2 separate regions of the Mus musculus genome follow, and region 1 is linked to region 2. Evidence: chromatin contacts called from public HiChIP or PLAC-seq data. All regions are on one chromosome and are shown on one strand. Each heading gives the region's core, a stretch centred on a gene start, on an enhancer-like site or on the middle of the called end of the contact. The rest is flanking DNA. Distances are from core to core; before and after follow the strand shown. Region 1 holds the start of Mab21l1 (mab-21-like 1). Region 2 overlaps Nbea (neurobeachin).

Region 1 (3,537 bases), core at 218-2,717, 120 kb before region 2:
TGAAACAGATCTAAGTTCGGTAAGAAGTAATGGGGACACCGCCGGCACTGCAGGCATGAGATGAGCTGCAGAAGAATTCCGTTCAGCCGATCGCCCAGGCAAGATTCGTCCCAGTCCGACTCTCGAGGATGCTTCTCGCACTCGTAGGACACCAGAGTCTTCATGTGGTAGTTGTTCAGGGGCTGGCCTGGCAACTCCAGGTGGCGATCACGCAGGGTTTTCAGGATAGAGAGGCATTTCTTCCTGCAGCCCCCCATCTGCAGTCTGTTCTCGGCCTCTGCAAACTGCAGCACCCAAGCATCGCTCTCAGCCGAACTCTGCTTGCCGGCCAGGGAGTGGCACTCCTTGGACAACAAATTGAACCCTTCAGCCTTAACCTCTGCCACCCGGTTGGGTCCTGGCCAGGGGATGTGGGGAAGCGGCCAGTGGGCAGCACTCCGCGGCCAAATCCCGGTGCATTTAAAGGCCGGGGTGATCTGCACCACATACCTATCTCGGATTCTCAGTTTCACTTCGCTCGTGTCAGCCACCATCTTTACTACATCTCTGTAGCTACACTTGTCCACCGCCTGAGCCACCAGTGTCTGAAACCTGGAACGGATTTTGCGTGCCGAGAGGTAGCCAGAGGCGGTGATGAATTCCACCCAGAGGGACATGCTCCTCTTGCGCCCATCGCTCAGTTTCAGCACCGCACAGCCAGGCAGGGAGCCGTCGTCCACGAAGTTAAACACCCCCATCTGGTTCAGATAGAGTACCACCTCGAACTCGGTGGGAGAGATAACCTCCAGGCCCTCGTAGCGGTTGTCCATCTCATTGAGGGAGCTGATGAAACGCGGTTCCTGCACTTCAACCTCCTTCAGGACGTCGGAGACCACTTTGCAGACTTCCCGGATGGTTTTGGCGATGGCAGCTTTCCTGGCCTGGCATTTCTCGTTGTAGTACTTATTCAGGTGGTAGACCAGCTTGGCCTGGGCCGCGATCATGTTGGGGCAGAGATCCGGATTGTACACCGGAGTCTCGCAATAGGCTGTGGGATCCAATGCGGCTGCTAGCGCTGGAGCCAACTTCGGTGGAGAAAGGGGACCACGCTCAAAAGGCACCGAGCCTCTCTCGGACTAGCTGCAGCAGGGGGCCGCCCTGCCCTGCTGGCCTTTTTTCCCCCGCTCGAGACTAGCGGGTCTTAAAGTGAAAGGCTGAGCTCTCCCCTTTTCTCCCCTCCGCTAAAGAATCCGTGTCAGAGAGAGACGCGTGGAGAGAGCACCTTCTCGGTAATAAAAACAAAAGTTATGCTGAGACCCAGCAAAGCTCTTCCAGTAGTCAAAATAATCACCCCTTTCCGTATTTATTTACGTTTTCCCGTAATCATGGTGTGTGCAGGACTGTTAATCAGGTAGAGGAAAAGTGTGCAGAGTGTGCGTCGGGGGTGAGTGTGTGTCTGTCAGAAGAAGCTGCTGTTGGTTTGTGTAAGAGCCCAGATGCACTCGTGTGGAAATTATAAAGGCAGGGCCAGGCAGGCGGGCGGCCAATCGCCACTGGGCTCGTCACGACAGCCTCCTCCAGCTTCAGCCCGGCTAATTAATCCCCCCTCGTGGATAGAAGCATAGAAACCAAAGGTAGGAAACTGCTGCCGGCAGAAACCCACCCAGGCCACCTAGACAGGTTGAAAAGCAAGATGAAATCTCCCAGCTTTGGTATAACTTGAAGCATATTGACATTTGGAAAAGACTTGGTGAAGACAAGTGGTTCTCTTTGCTGAAAAGCCCACTTGTCTGTTCACCTCTGATGAGCTATCCAGTTGTACTAATGGTCATCCACCAATTAGCGAAGTCAAAGGGGCTTCTAGAACAAAGTCACTAACTTGCATTTAGAGTAAGGTAATTAATGCCCGTTAATCCCTGGGGTCTTTTTAGTGCAAGTTAGAACTTTGCTTACTGACTGACTGCTGGCTTCAGCTGGGGGAGTTCTTTAGTCTTCACTCGTGTTCGTGTTCGCAGTCAGAATGTTTCCAAACCTTAGGCAGAGTCTCTTCTCTTTTTAACCTAGGTTTTCCCCATTTGCATTTGCTGAGAGGAATTTAAGAAGTATTGCTCAACGGAGTCGATGATATCTACCCAACTAAAAATGGAGCCTTTTAATTAAAACAAGTTCACCTGTTTGCAGTTTCCCTTGTCTGTAGCTAGATTGGCCAGTGCTGAAATACCAGACAGCAGATAGGGCTGTATGCTGTAGTGGAAACACTTCCTGAAGGTGTTTTCTGAGATTTAGAGAAAGCTTGAGTGCCATCTCATAGTGAGCTGTCTTGTAGAGAAGGATCTAGAGAATTCACAGAGATGAGCTTGCTTGGCACTGGAAGGTGTGGCCATTACAGTTTGTTTGCCCCTGCAGGCTTAAAGATGGATCTTCCACCTCAGAAACCCTCAGTGGTGACCAACAGTAGGTTCCTAATCTTATGGGATGTAATAATTTGATTATGAGAAAATGGCTAATGGCTTCCAAAAAAAATAATTTGTAACCATTCAGGTTAGGGATTTTTATTATTTATTTAAGTTTCATCTTGGAAATTTCAAAGAAATGAGCTTTTCTTTTTGGAACCTGAGGAGCTTTTGGATTTTGGAACCCTAGGGAGGGTTTTATAGGTCGCTCTTCCTTCCAGTACCATGACCAGTTGAGTCCTCAGTGCACATGAACTAAAGATAGGGTAGTTAGGGCTTATGTCGTAGTTTTCAGTTCTCTGCCTTTAGTACAAAGTTCTGTTAATTTCAAATTAAGAGAATTTTCAGTGCCCGGGTATGGTAGCACCTGTGTACGCACTGTTAATGGGCTACTGCTGAAGACTCCCACCTTTTAAGCATCACAGGGCCAGCTCTAATTTCGTTTCTTGTTACCCAAGAGTGATAGATTCCGAATTAGATTAAAATAGTACATCACATTTGGCGCTTAGATGGCCTCCTACTCCATTCCCCAAGACCATTCCCTTGGGAGAGGGAACTGGGGACCTGCAAAGCCCCTCCCCAGTTTGCAGGCATCGCGGGTGAATGCGCAGCTACCTTTTGGCAGCTGAAGAGGGGCTGGAAGAGGCAACCCAGAGCGCCAGATCAACAAGAAAGAGCTGTGCGGCAGGCAGGGAGCAGCCGCTGGGGACGCGTAGTTCCCCAGGATGGGGTGCGACGGGCAAGCGCTCTCCCCACAACCCTTGCGTATACCCTACCCCACCCAGCTGTCTTCCTTGGCTCATCTGCTCTCAGGCTAATTGTAAAGCTTTCTGGGTGTCTGGATGACCCCCACTCACATCCATCGCTGCAAAACACTCTCGGTGCCCTTCGCTCTCATCGCCTGCCCGCCCTCGAATGGCCCCAGCCAAGCGTGTGCTGTACTCAGAACACCCAGGAATACTTGGCCCTCACCTTCCCGGGTGAGCGCGCGCCCCGTGCCTCACCCCGGACTATGGGACTCGATGTAGCTTCGACGCCGAGGCCTTGGTTCCCTCAGTCCAACAGAAGGACTCAGGATCCCACGGCCGCCGACTGCAGCCAGGCG
Region 2 (3,471 bases), core at 428-2,927:
GTGTGTGTGTGTGTGTGTGTGTATGCAGGTGTGTGTGTGTGTGTGTGTATGCAGGTGTGTGTGTGTGTGTGTGTATGCAGGTGTGTGTGTGTGTGTGTGTATGCAGGCGTGTGTGTGTGTGTGTGTGTGTGTGTGTGTGTGTGTGTGTGTGTGTATGCAGGTGTGTGTGTGTGTGTGTATGCAGGTGTGTGTGTGTGTGTGTGTATGCAGGCGTGTGTGTGTGTGTGTGTGTGTGTGTGTGTGTGTGTATGCAGGTGTGTGTGTGTGTGTGTGTGTGTGTGTGTATGCAGGTGTGTGTGTGTGTGTGTGTATGCAGGTGTGTGTGTGTGTGTGTATGCAGGTGTGTGTGTGTGTGTGTGTATGCAGGCGTGTGTGTGTGTGTGTGTGTGTGTGTGTATGCAGGTGTGTGTGTGTGTGTGTGTGTGTGTGTGTGTGTGTGTGTATGCAGGTGTGTGTGTGTGTGTGTGTGTGTGTGTGTGAAGTATGTATATGTTTGTGCATAGGTACCTCACTGTAGCTGTGGAGCTCAGAGGACAACTTAGGGTTCTCTCCTTCTACCATATGAGTTCCAGGACTGAACTTAGCTTGTCAGACTTAGAGGCAGTGCCTTTACCCACTGAGCCACCTCACCAGCTCCAAGAGATAAAGTTGGAGAAGGTTTGCTCTACATTAGATATGCTAGAGCTACTTGAGAGGAAGTTCTGCTTTTCTGTACATATAGTAAAATGGGATAGCTAGCATCATATCACAATTTTATATAATAACATCTGTGCCTCCTGCCCTGGATGCTCCACTGTTTCAAACCTACCTTCCATTCCCATACAGCCATCTCAGCTACAGCCTACAGCCGCTGTGTTTTCCCTGTCGTGTGGATATTAGGAAGATCAAGAATAACACTGTATGTCTTGTTCTAAGCTAATATTTGTCCTTAAGTATTATTTGTACTTCTTTTTTTATGTCAATAATTTAGTTTTCTTAAAATATTATTTGAATTTATGTTTCTGCATTGTTGATAAGTGCATTACAAGCCTGCAGGGCCCATGGAGACCAGCAGAGGGCACGAGATTTCCCTGAACCTGGAGTTATAGGAAGTTGTGAGCCTCCCTGTAGGAGCTGCAAAACAAACCCAGGTCCTCTGCTAGAGTAGCCAGTGCTCTTAACTGCTGAGTGTCTCTCTAGCCACGTGCTCGCTGTCATTGCATTTCAAGAAGTTAGCCTTGGTACTGCACTGGTGTTGAAGTTGCGCCTGAGCAATAAGAGGAAGTCCAATCAGTAGAAGCTTTAAGCTCACTCACGCCAGACAAATGAGTGCTAAGCTCTGAACTGACATAAAACGTGTCATCATACCTATTCCAAACTTCACCAAAAAGAAAAATGATTTAAATGACCTCCCCGTGATGAGAGGTAGACACGTAAGCCTGCCAAGTAGTGCTGTGTGGCTGGCACCTAGAACGTATGGACCATGCAGGGTTTATATATTTACAGATAGGCTCATCAATTCTGCATTTTAAAATATTCAATACATTTTAATATTTACCAGCAATCACAAGAACTTGCCACTTTCTAGCTGCCTTTACTTAGGCAGGCTCTGCTTTGATCTCTCCTTTGATCTGCCACGGGTAGCAGAGCTGCTCTCTGCATGCACTCTGAGGAGAGCGTGCCCACAGGAGGTAGGCTACATCACTTCAGTATCACTTCATTTTCTTGCTGAAATGTTCCTTGCTACTACAGAGCACTAACATGATAGGGCTGTCAAGAACCAGCAAGACAGATGTGTCTGTATCCAAAACAGCTGCTGCTCACTTTCCCAGAGAGATGAGCTTGTAAAGTTCATAAGGGAAAAAAATCAACTCACTTTTCATTTCCTGCTGATGTAAATGAAAGACCTTGCCAGCACGGGATGGCCCTAGCTCCTCTGCTCACCTTCCTGCGCGCCTATCAGCCCTTTCCTCCCTGCACCCCTGATGTCTTCCTTTGATATAGTCAGGGTATCAACAAGGGATGTTGCTTTGATCCTCTAGGATGTTAGTCGGTTCAGTCTCCTGTTTGTGATCCATGAACGAGCTACCTCAGTGAGCTTGAGCACAGAGCCATGGTGCCTCATTGTTAGGGTTGCTCTCCTAAGCAGCTTTTCAGGGGAAGGAGCAAGAAGCTCGATAGCTGGTAGCAATCTCCTAACCACCTTAATATGCATCTTTACGTTGATGAAATATTTAACAAGTTCAAAATCCAAATTAAACACAAGAACACACTTACATTTTGACTAGTGGAGAGCAAGTAGACGTTAGGTGTTCTTCAGAGTTAGGGCGAGAGGAAGAAAAATACCATGACCCCCAAACCCTGTGTTCCATATCTACAGCACTGAGGGTGATGTGGCAGATTTGTTTAATAAACTTTGAATGTAGACGTTACTATCAAAGAAATTAACAGCACACATTGACTTGTACTTAGCTAACTTTTAATTCAGGCTCCTCTTTTCTTGTTGTATCTTTATGGTATACTTAGCTAGTCTGTTTTTGTTTTTTGTTTTGTTTTTGTTTTTTTGTTTTTTTGTTTTTTTGTTTTTTTTTTTATCTTCCCCCACAAAAACACGTGGTACAGCCAATCAGCCTCAGATATGTCAATTAGATCTTTCTTTCATCTTTGTGTTATTTTCATTGTGTGCTATTGGGAAATGCTAATTACTGATTCAGAAATTATCAGCAAAGGCTTTCATAATATCCACTTTCAGAACAGTGAAGATGGCACCCTGCTGTTTGTAAAGGAACTGTCTAGAAGGCACTTGCTTCCCCGGCTCCCATCAGCAGAGAGCTTGGTGGTGTGACACTGTCATCTGCTTCCCTTTGTGAAGATGGACCTCACTAAGTTGTTTCAGTTGTGTGGTCAGGACTCACTTACAGTCTTAGACACATTGATAATGGCCAGATCTAAAGTCGTTTGAAGTCTCAATGTAGTCTTTCTAAATTATTGTTTTCATTTATGTAAATATCAGAGGACATTTTATTCTGCTGAATTAATGCTGTGATATTTTGAATCTCCCTTTGGCTTGATAATGAGACTTGGTTCATTTTGGAATGTTGTGTACCAACAGCTCAGCACCAAGGCAAACCTGGAGCAGGTTATCTATTTTTCAGTAACTTTCTTCCCTGGTCAGACATTCTACTTTACAAGACTGCCACCTGCATACCTGTCTCCTCTCACTGCTTCTTTCTCTCCTTCCCCCTGTCTCCTAGAAGGCGTTTCACAGAAAGCAGTTCAGCCAGGGCAGGTATGATAGGATTTAGCCCTGGCTGCACTGGGTTATGCCCTGGTGGGTTCAGTCGTCTTTGAGAAACAAGTGCTAACATAAGCAAAGTGCCTTCTTAGGAGATGGCCTCTTTCTGGAGTCAGTGGGTACAGGCTACAGGAGACCCCGCACTCCCACAGCTCATACCAGGCCCCGTACCCCTACCCCGGAAGGTCTTCCACACC

Evidence for each region. HiChIP or PLAC-seq counts read pairs in DNA pulled down with a chosen protein or histone mark.
Region 1: a contact with region 2 is called in an H3K4me3 HiChIP or PLAC-seq map of bone marrow-derived macrophages, with 2.0 times the contacts expected there. The contact joins the promoter of Mab21l1 here to the enhancer-like site in region 2. A contact is called at or near these places in 7 of 39 promoter capture datasets (the 3T3-L1 cell line, 3T3-L1-derived adipocytes, the SN4741 cell line and 4 more), 1 of 15 datasets of contacts at CTCF or cohesin (the NIH/3T3 cell line), 2 of 484 Hi-C or Micro-C datasets (forebrain and nephron progenitors), 3 of 115 datasets of contacts at active chromatin or transcription factors (bone marrow-derived macrophages, embryonic hindbrain and neural tube) and 4 of 9 other capture datasets (adipose tissue, bone marrow-derived macrophages, liver and 1 more).

Annotation. Positions count from the first base shown.
Region 1 is chr3:55,780,440-55,783,976 of GRCm38.p6, reverse strand. It overlaps Mab21l1 (mab-21-like 1), which reads right to left and starts at 1,467. Exons shown (of 1, transcript NM_010750.3): 1 at 1-1,467. The coding sequence starts at 983. All of the region lies in intron 41 of Nbea (neurobeachin), which reads left to right.
Region 2 is chr3:55,658,212-55,661,682 of GRCm38.p6, reverse strand. All of the region lies in intron 49 of Nbea (neurobeachin), which reads left to right. Among named protein-coding and RNA genes, the nearest start is that of Gm46804, 48 kb to the left of the region's middle. Within about 2 kb of position 1,677, at least 22 of the 459 cell types and tissues checked have an H3K27ac peak or open chromatin away from gene starts, as enhancers often do. A contact at or near this core is called in bone marrow-derived macrophages, where this site is marked.